Linked DNA regions of Zea mays: region 1 is linked to region 2. Evidence: chromatin contacts called from public Hi-C data. All regions are on one chromosome and are shown on one strand. The core of a region is the stretch at or near the end of the contact, and the rest is flanking DNA. Distances in the headings are between cores, read along the strand shown.

Region 1 (5,462 bases), core at 2,903-5,402, 35 kb before region 2:
GCCACCAAGCGTCAGCCCGTCGTCTCTCGCTCCAGCGTTGAGGCCGAGTACCGTGTTGTGGCCAACGGCGTGGCAGAGGCCTCCTGGCTGCGCCAGCTCCTCCACGAGCTCCACAGTCCCCTCCAGCGCGCCACCCTCGTCTACTGCGACAACGTCAGCGTGGTCTACCTCTCCACCAACCCCGTGCAGCATCAGCGCACGAAGCATGTGGAGATCGACCTGCACTTCGTCCGCGAGCGTGTCGCTGCCTGTGACGTTCGGGTTCTCAGCGTCCCCACCACGCTGCAGTTCGTCGACATCTTCACCAAGGGGTTACCGTCGAGTGTATTTTTAGACTTTCGATCCAGTCTCAACATCTGTACAGGGTAGAGTTGTGACTGCGGGGGGTGTTAGAATACCCGTTTAGGGTTTGGGGTCTTCCCCGTGTAATGACCATCTCACCCCTCTGTAATGGGCCTGGCCTAGTTTACTCATCCTATTAATACATCACCCAACCCCTGTTAGGGTTAGGGTTTCATCATTTAATATGGTATCAAAGCCAGAGGTCTCGAGTTCGAATTCTGGTTAGCACAATTAAATAAATAATTGTTGCTCACTCCTATATTCCACGTTAGAGACCCAAAAGAGGCTCGACGTGAGGGGGAATGTTGGAATATAATATAAGTGAATTGTCCACCTCTTCCTATCAGCTTAAGCTTTTAGATTGATAGGCTCACGGTTGCCGCAAAATCCACTTCACCCTTTACTGCGAATACTTTTAACGATGAGGAGGGTAATGTTTTAGATGATGAATTATCCCATATTGCTGAAAGATGGGATGAAGATTCTGAATTATGTGGCTTAGATCGATGTTGTGAGCTTACTGTAGCACCGCGTAGGAAAAAGGCGAATAGGAATGGGAAGGTTAATCGTCCTTCCAAAAGCCTGGTACACCCTCCAAAATTAGTTTATAATGAAGGGCATTTTTTGGAATTGTAGAGGTCCGAGGGATTTGGCTAAACATAATTACCTAGCCTAGCTATCTAGAGAATATAGACTTGACTTTATTGCTCTCATGGAAACGGGTCGTAGCTCTTTCTCTGATTCCACTTTGAGACATTTTTGTGGGGGTGTTGATTTTTTTGAACACAAGAACATATATAAAGTTATTCTTCCCTGCATATATTGGCATTGTCCTATATTTGCTTGGCATTGTCCATTTGAATCTTGAGGGTGTCCTATATTTGCTTGGCATTGTCCAAGCCGCTGGCTTTGTTGTACTCATCACTGCATAGAGATGCTAACAAAACAGTAGTAGCTTAGATATTTTTATGAATTTTCTTATTAATAAATATGGGATTATCGCTACTATCAAACTACATTCCATTTTCCACTATTTCCAAATACTAGGATGGAAGGAAAAATAAATGACTACGCATTTTATGACTCCAAAAAGAATAGTCTTATCCATCAAAGTGAGGGGGTTTTCCAAGTAGAATAAACAATAAATGTGCATTTGAATTGTACGGAATGCAAGAATAATCAAATGAATAATTTTGATTAATTGTTTTCTTTTTCGTAGACGAGTCTTCATCGTCGTCGTCCCTTGGTGAAGAAGAGGAGGCGTCGTTGTCGTAGTAGATGATCTTCTTGATACACCTTTTCTTCTTCCCTTCCTTCATCTTGTTATTCGAGCCTGAGTCGGTGATCTTTTCACTTTTTGGCTCGTCAATGTTGAGAATCTCCTTATCCTTATCGTTGATCACTATCCCCTTGCACTTAGGATCCCCTTGTCACTGTTGAATTGGCTTGTTCGAGAGGCTAAGAGGGTGCCTCTGCTGTCATATTATAAAGCCATCATACTTTTGCAGAATCTATAGTTGACCGTTGTTTCAACCAAACAATCTTTCAGTTTTCTCGCAACCGTCCACCCAACAGCAACTTCCTCATGACTTAGAGCTAGGATCAAAATTTCAGAATTCTATAACCGAACCAAACACACCTTTACTACGACTATTGTATACAATAGCATTTACTGTTCAATTTACTTAATATGTTCATATTACACGATAGTTAGGCATAAACCCATTCTTGCAAAGGTGATGCTCCAGTTCTTCGATCTTTCTCACATACTACAAATTCCGACACTTGGTACACGAACACTTCACCACACGAGGTCCACCAAAAAATGTGAGATCCACGAATTGTTTTGCAACCCTAACCCATTCCTTTGAGTGACCTAGAGTCACGCTATTGAATCCATCATACATCGCCCTTCTTCTATTGTCATCCATTTCCAAAACTAAATAACCCAATGTATAAAAAATGTGTAAATAAACATCATTAAGCATATAAACGTAAATCCAGATTGTGTATAATAACCCTATTAGGAAGAATCACTAGACATAAAAAATTGTTTAAGCAAACATTGAACCTAACATCAATTAATCTACAATGAACAAGAAATTATGCATCAATTGTAACAACTACCCAAAAATTCGGCATCAAATTTTAACTAACAAACTAACATCTTTAACCATATTGTACGGATTACTAATTAGTTAATAGTAGTAGAAAACCTTAATCAATTGACAAAATTAAGCACATGCTAATAAATAGTAGTAGAAGACCTTATACCTTCGCGGAGACCGACGAGGTGGTGCTGGCGAGCCGAGGCTGAGCTTGGGCAGTGGCGCGGCGGTGCTGGCGAGCCGATCGAGGCCGAGCTTGGGCAGCGGGGCGTCGAGCCTAGGCCGAGCTGGGCGGTGGCGGCGCCGAGGCCGAGCTTGGGCTGTGGTGCGGTGCCGAGGCCAAGCTTGGGCTGTGCTGTGGTGTGGCGGCGCCGAGGCCGAGCTGGGCGGTGGCGCGGCCTGCTGGGGGTGGTGAGCCAGGGCGGTGGAGCGGCGGCGGCGAGCCGGGGCGGTCGGTGCCGAGCTGGGGCGGTGGTGCGGGGCGCGGCCCGCTGGGGTGGCGAGCCGGGGCGGCTGCGCGACCTGGCGCTGGTGAGAGAGAGAAGCGTGTGGGCGAGAATGAGACAGGTGAGAGAGAGAGCCGCGCGTGGGATTTGGATTTAGGTTTTCAGGATTAAGTTCGACGGTGTCCACATGCCCGACGAACTTAACTTAAAAACGTGGGTACCCACGTTCCTAACTCGTTAAGTTTGACGGTTTTAGCCAGGGCCCACGAACTTAACTTAAGAACGTCGGTATCCATGTTCTTAACATAACACATGAACTTAACTCAAGTAAGAACGTCGGTACCCACGTTCTTACTTTTACCCATGAATATTTATCAGTTTCTTGTAGTGGTTGGGCGTTGGCTGAGCACACGTGGCGCCCGCTGAGCGCGCGGTCGACCGTTGGCTAGGCGCGCGACTGGCACACCGGATAGTCCGGTGAATTATAGTAGTGGTGTCCTCCATTTTCCCAAGAGCGACCTGTTCACCGGGTGCGCTAGCCTGGCACCGGACAGTCTGGTGTATCGGAGGCTGGTGCAAGTTTGACTACCCTTAGCCAAACTTCTCCAATTAAATTTCTCTCGTTTTGAGAAGTTCACTGGCACTTAGTAGAACATAGTTAGTACCAAAAACAAATTACCGCTAGAATCATACCTTAGCTTTGTTTCAACTAATCATCTTTCATTTTTCTCACAACCGTCCACCCACAGCAACTTCCCCACAGCTTAGAGTTAGGATCAAGATTTCAAAATTCTATAGCCGAACCAAACACACCTTTACTACGACTATTGTATACAATAGCATTTACTGTTCAATTTACTTGCAGAGAGAAATCAAATACTGAAATACTTCGTTTATTCTTAATTATAATATAATTTTAACTTTTGTTTTTCTAGATGCATTTTTTATTATGTATTTAGACGTTTTGACCGTTTCGGCTGTTCATGCTTTGTCAAGTCAGCATTGACATTGCTGAGGTTTTCGCCTAGGTTGAGCGAGCGTGACACGTACAGAACCACCAGAAAGTCGGCGACACTGTTGAACCGTATCGGCAAGCCGTGTTTCTCTCCGTTGGTACGGCGCAGCTGATCGGTCCAAGATAGCGACACTTCCACGGGGAAACTGGCGAATCTTCGCGGACCACTTGCTGATATAGGAAGCCTTGAGCCCCCTGACATCAAGGCTGGAGGATTTAGGAACAGTGTGACAGCACAGTGACGCACAGCTGAGGACTGAGGCTGTCGGCGTCTTGTCTGTCCTTTGACGCACAGCTGAGGGCTGAGGCTAGAGCACTGAGCATGTACGGGGCTTCTAGTTGATCTCGTCCTACACCGTACCTACCTATATGTCGATTTCGTTCTAGTTGATCTTCTGTGACAAACTGAAATGCTAGCTAAACGCGCTCCAAAACCGTAGCCTGTTGCTTCTTTCTTGTTGGAACCATTCAATCGGCGATTTGACAGAGAGAGGGCGAGAGGGGGAGAAAAAACAACGACGACTCACTCAAGTCGACCTAAAGGTTTTCTCTGCACAGCACACGGTGCGCAGAGAAAGTAGGTGCGTGGCCTCCAGCCGCTTGCTTTTGATCTGAACGCACGCAGCTAGGACGCCGATGAGGTGGTGATTCCAGATCTTCACCTGCCCATATATATGATATATCTAGGCCACGGCACCGTCTCTGATTGCAAGTGCGACGCGGTGCGTACAACCAACAAGCTAAGCCCTGACTAATCCACCTTCCTTTTGGGGGAGGAAACGAAGGGAAGGATTAATGGATAACCGCAACCGCAACCATTTTTTGCTTGTTCTCTACTACTAGTAGTTCTTGTTGCTTCAGATTTCAGACTCGTCAATGAGCACGCGCGTTGACTGCAATCTAGAGGCTTGTACATATCTGACGACGCCTGGTGTACGGCGGACGTACTACTGCGCAACACGTACATAATCCCATGGGAAAAAAAACGGTGCTGTTTGTGGTTCAACAATTTAGGGCTAGTTTGGCGACTCCATCTTCCTAGAGGATTTTTCATTTTACAAAGTAAAAAATAAACTAGTTTCCAGAAAATTGTCGAGAAGTTCACATAATTCAGCGTTTTTTTCCCGTTCAGCAAAGTTTCCAGTACAATACATGGCCGCCTGATCGTCCACGAGCGGAACCGACTAGCTAGGCAGGCGGAGGATGCTGTGCAAGCGTTTGGTTGGCAGGAGATGAACGAAGTCTTGGGACATTTCTAGCTTTGTATATACTCGATCAGTACGCTTAATATATATGTCATTGTGCCAATACCTTTTGTCGTTGAATTTACATATGAAGAGTGGCGAAATAGAATACGAGTTCCTGTTGTTGACGTCGTTCCTTTTGTTTTTCTTTAAAATTTCTCTACGCCAAACTAGCTTATGCCATTTACCTGCCTTGTTTCTACTGTTCTCACATAGTACCGCGGTCGCGGTATGGTAAATGTCCTCTAATGCATTGCTCAGTTCGAAAGCAAGGGTACCACTAGCCATCTTGTCCATCAATCTAGTG
Region 2 (5,484 bases), core at 1,115-3,614:
CGCTACCTGCAAGGTACAATGAGTTATGGGATTCACTATTCTGGTCAGCATGCAGTACTTGAAGGATATAGTGATTCGAACTGGATATCTGATGCAGACGAGCTTTATGCCACCAGTGGTTATGTCTTTACTATTGGTGGAGGTGCGGTATCATGGAGGTCATGCAAGCAGACCATTTTGACGAGGTCAACCATGGAAGCCGAGCTAGCTGCACTTGACACAGCAACCGTTGAGGCAGAATGGTTGCGTGAACTCTTGATGGACTTGCCGGTGGTTGAGAAACCAATACCAGCTATCCTTATGAACTGTGACAATCAGACAGTGATTGCTAAAGTGACGAGTTCTAAGGATAATGGAAAGTCATCAAGACATGTCAAAAGACGATTGAAGTCTGTCAGAAAGTTGAGAAACTCCGGAGTTATAAGTGTGACTTATATTTCAACAGATAAAAATCTGGCAGATCCTTTTACCAAGGGACTACCACGTAATGTGATAGAAATCGCATCGAGAGAGATGGGTATGAGACCCGAATAAAGTTGCCATGGTGGAAACCCAGTCTATGTGATCGGAGATCCCGTGAATTAGGTCCTGGGAAGAACAAGCCATTGGTGAACTGAGGAGAGTAACTTTTGACCCTCTCTAAGTAAAGATGCAATACTCTCAAATGCTGTAAGGCAGGTTGGCTTTGTGCCTTAATGTGTTCTGTTGGCTTGTATTAGCGAAGATGTTGTCCTGCAGAACATTCTTGAAAGAACACACCTATATGAGTTAGACTGTCTAACGTCGCAGTCTATGAGATCTGGGTGATCTCTAGTAAACTCATGAAGAGACCTTGGAGTACGACGTATATGCTCCACCCGAGAAGGGGACTACTGGTAGCCAAGTACTGGTCATGACTTCAAGTGAAACCCATCCACGCAAAACTTGCAATTCAAGGCATAGTCCATTGTCCAAGTTGTGGGTTGGTGTAACTTGGAGTTCTAGGCGGAAGTTCAACTTAACAGTCTCTGCTGAAAAACTAGTATATTAAACAGTAGTGAACAGTGGCGAAAACTGCAGATGGGCATTTGAGATCTGGTGGGGGATTGTTAGGATTTATGGGCTTGGCCCAATTAAGTTATTCAAATAAATCCCAGAAAAATCTCAAAAGCCCATATAAGTGGATGGCAAAGGGATAGGTGGAACCAATAGCACCATATTGCTAGCTCTTGTGGAGTAGAGCTAACTTAAATATGGAAGCCACACTCACTCACCAAGTCATGGATGAGAGGAGAGAGTGTGGAGAGCCACACGCGCGCGCGCGCTCGCTCGCCTCGCCTGGCCTGGCCGGGCCGGGCCGGGGCAGGGCGGGGCGAAGGGCGCGGGCGCACGACATGCGCGTGAATGGTCCGCCGAAATCCGGCCCCTCGCCTTGCGGGGGCGCGGCTACCTTTTGCCGTTTGATTTTTTAGTTTCTTGGCTGTTACGCTTATCCTAACCGATCGCTACAAAATCTCAACTGATTGCGAGATTTTCGTGGGTGGATAAGCACGGGGGTCGCGGACTCGGCCCTATAAAAGGAGCCCGGCAGCCAGCCTCCAAATCATCCCAGATCCCAGTTAGCTTTCGCCTCTCTTCATAGCTGAGCCGCCTTTTAGTTCCCTTCGTCCCGACCGCAGAGGTGCATCTGCGATCAGGAGAGCAGGTCTCCGGAACCCTTCGTCATCTAGATCCTGCACCAGGAGAGGGCGAATAAGGTTTTTGGGAAGCGTCTTCACGCGACTGCTCGTGATCTTCTGACATCGTCGACTCAGCTGATCCTGGCGCGCGCCAACAATCAGTAAGTCTAATCAGTACGCATCATCTGATTTGGCTTTTATTTCAGTTCTTCTGATTTGGTCATGATTTATATTCGGAATTTAGATTGGAATTTGTCTAATTATTCAACACAGGAGGCTATCTTGTTGTGGAGATAAGACTAAATGTTGTTAGGTTTGCCAGACAGAACGATCTTAACTGTCGGGGACTATCATAATTTGATGATAGATAATATTAATGAAATAGCCGACAAAAGATTGATAGCTTTAGAAGAGATCGAGAAAGATAATATCATAATTGTCAAAAAGATTGGTAGCTTTAGGAGAGATCGAGAAAGATAATATCATAATTGCCAGAGCTTACAACAAAAAAAGTTAAGATTAAGTTATTTCAAGTTGGAGATATGGTATATAAGATCGTCTTGCCACTAATAAACAGAGATGCGAAATTCGGTAAATGATCACCAAACTAGAAAGACCCTTACATAATTACGTTGAGATGCGAGAGATTTACATTCTCTGTCGATGGAGGTATAACACAAATCAAAACTACTGACAACTGAGATCAGGCGTTTACCGGACCACATGTGATAAAAACTAATCACCAGGTCCAATGCGCTTACGGTTCGAAAAATGAAACGGATGAAAGAGAAGACTCGAGAGGGGGAAAAAAAGGAAGGGTATGTGTTAAACCGCGGAGCAAAGCACACGCATCCGTCCCTGTCCCGTCTCCCGTCGCAGTCGCCCCTTCGTCTGCGGTCTCAGTCCCGCGCACACGCGCAGTTTCTCGTCGGTGCGGCGCGTGGGCTGAGGGCCTGAGGCCAACCACTCCGCTTCCGCCTATTCGAGCATTCAACTCCCTCAGGTCCCGGGCCGTCTCCGGCGGCCGCTCCGACGGATCCTCTATCGCCCAATCGCCCGACGGCCCGAGTACTAGACGGTAACAGGAACCGCTGGGTTATACCGTTTGCGCTTCAGTTTACGAAACTGGTGGTTTCATTTTTTTTAACCCTTTTGCAGTTGCGGGATTGATTTAGTGATTGTTGCTCTGCGGCGGGGGTTGAGATGGAGGACTTGCTGAACACGGAGATCGGGAAGAACGACTATGACTGGTAATTGAATGATTACTCTCGTCTTGTGGCGATCTGATTTCCTAATTTGGGCACGGTGTAGCGCTGCATGCATTGGTTAATCATTTCAATAGTTGCTCTGAACTTTGCGAAAATGTCTGGCAATGTGGTGTTCTCAAACAGTCTCGAGAGTTTGCTTGGTCCCTCCAGGACTAATTTGTACTGATTGTACTTGTTTCCTTTAGGGGTTTTGCCCAAATCATGTTCGGGGTTTCCGGGAGTAATGGTTGCGGTTGCTTGTGGGCATTGGACATGGTTGGCCTGCCTGGTAGCCTGGTAGGGACCTTGTTTGCATTAGCTGCAGAGTCAGTTGTGCTGATAGCAGAGAGAAGCCTGCAACTTGATGGCTGTATATGTGGGCTCCGTCCATGAATAGCAAATATCTGGATATTACGTACATAGGGAAATAATCAAACAAAAAAAATAAACGGCAATTCCTATTTCAGAACGTCTTCACTCATCTCACATCAGGGCGACTCTAATGTTGTTTAAGGGCGAGTTTGGGAACCCCATTTTTCCAAGGGATTTCCATTTTACCAAGGGAATTTAGTTCATTTTTCCTTGGGAAAATAGAAATCCCTTGGAAAATGGAGTTCCCATACTAGTCCTATTAGTGAAACACTTTACCCATATAACTCTGAACCTCCGAAGGTACGCCAATCATATTTATGGGCCGACTTCGACTTATTGTTTCAACACAAATATTTACTGCTTTCATGCAACCATCCAACCATTTCGATTTCCTTTATTTAGTATGATAGCCTCACCGGTATTAGGAAACACTACAGTGATAATGGGCTGAAGCCACGGGTGAACACTGTTCTGTGGTAGCTTACTGATGAGGTTGGCTTGTGGCAGTTGGCAGGGTCAATAGTGTTAGACACTTTGCTAGCTTGATGTTCTTTCTTGGTCGTAGTCTCAACTTTTTCCATGGCTTATGTGCAACATAGACTAATGTATGCTGTATGACGGCTTGTAACTGAATCATATTTGCTTATCCTGATACAATGATCGACAATTCTCATGCGTGTTTGCCAAAAAAAAAACTTCTAAAAATCTAAATAACAAGGCAAGATAAACATCTAGTTACAACAATGTTGATTTCAATGCTGTTTTCATGGATTGCTGTGTTGTTGGCTTGTTGCCTTGCTAGTCAAGACGTAGGAGTTGACTTCCATTTGTGCTTGAACCTGATCATTTGTCAAAATATTTCTGATATTTGATGTGCGGGATCATGTGGCATGTGTGCAAAATTGACTACATATCTTGTCCTGATCTTATCTAACATCTGTAATGCTTTCCTCAGGCTTCTGACACCCCCTGGAACCCCCCGTGTTCCTGCATTAGATGCTGCCGAGAAAGCTCCATCCTCAACTGTGACTAAACATACTATTACCAGATCATCCTCGACAACTAGAGCATCTAGGGTCGGTAAAAATTGTTATTATTGAATGCTGTATATTTTTACATCCAACATGTTTCTTGATTCTTTGTGTATGCAGTGTCACGATTTTTTGTGAAGACTATATATGTTTTATGGCTTATTATCAGTGGCATATGAATTCATTCAGGTCATATTGGTGATTTACGTACATAAGGAATAACAAAATGCTGCATTCAAGTTGCATGCATCAAATTAACCTGTGGCTCATCTATTGGTCTATATATATATTTGTCACATACTTGCAAGTTGCAATGATTATTTATCCATGCTTTATGGTATCTACAACTGCAAAGATATGAATTTCAAGCACCGATTTCATAGGTTATGGTAAATTCAAGAGTAATTTGTGCCTCGCTTCAAGAAGTTGCTAGAATCATTTTAATCTTTTGGACTAGTGGAATCGATTTGAAAATCTATTATTGTGTAGTTTTGAGATAGCAAACTTGATAATGATACCTCTTTCAGTCTAACTGTGGGATCATACCCATCTAACTTGCTCTTCGCTACTCATCTCGTGGTGGATCATGATTATATTAACATAAGCTGTATGATATGTTTGTTGCAGTTTTCCACTTCTGAGACAGAGAATGGGTATTCGACGTTTCCCACTAGGCCTGCACGGAGTATATCTGTCTCCCGCCGGGCAGTTCAATCTACACCAGTGTCTAGCAACAGCAGGTCATCAGTCCTCAATGCAAACATTTCCTCTGTTAGTTCAAGACCTACAACCCCAAGCAAGCGGACTGCCACTCTTACTGCATCGAAGTCATCTGTTCCATTGTCACGTCCAGTGCCAACACGCTCATCTACACCCGTCAAAGCCCGTCTGTCTACAACAACTAATACTTGTCCATATACTCCAGTGAAAAATCGTCCTCCTGTGTCTAACTCTACGGCCAACTCTGTTGTTCCCAAGATCACGTCAGCACAAAGCTCAAGATCATCAACTCCAACCTCTCGGTCTCGAACCTTGTCCAGTCCGTCTTCAAGCAGTACAAGCACAGTGAGCCGTCCCAGCTCATCCTCTGGTAAAGTTCCTACAATTAGTCGTACCAGTTCTTCATCAAGTACAGTTCCTTCTGTGAGCCGTTCTAGCTCTAGGTCATCCACACCC

What was found. Hi-C and Micro-C count contacts between places; a contact is called where the count stands out from the background.
Region 1: a Hi-C map of leaf shows a contact between it and region 2, with 7 times the contacts expected there. The contact joins the enhancer-like site here to the promoter of LOC103632687 in region 2. A contact is called at or near these places in 4 of 25 Hi-C or Micro-C datasets (ear, leaf, root tip and 1 more).

What each region holds. Positions count from the first base shown.
Region 1 is chr3:190,568,496-190,573,957 of Zm-B73-REFERENCE-NAM-5.0, reverse strand. No RefSeq gene overlaps it. Among protein-coding and RNA genes, the nearest start is that of LOC103632695, 9.8 kb to the left of the region's middle. Within about 2 kb of position 4,152, at least 16 of the 20 cell types and tissues checked have an H3K27ac peak or open chromatin away from gene starts, as enhancers often do. A contact at or near this core is called in ear, leaf, root tip and 1 more, where this site is marked.
Region 2 is chr3:190,531,825-190,537,308 of Zm-B73-REFERENCE-NAM-5.0, reverse strand. It overlaps LOC103632687 (A-agglutinin anchorage subunit), which reads left to right and starts at 2,364. Exons shown (of 5, transcript XM_020550431.1): 1 at 2,364-2,736; 2 at 2,817-2,908; 3 at 4,233-4,353; 4 at 4,936-5,484. The coding sequence starts at 2,862.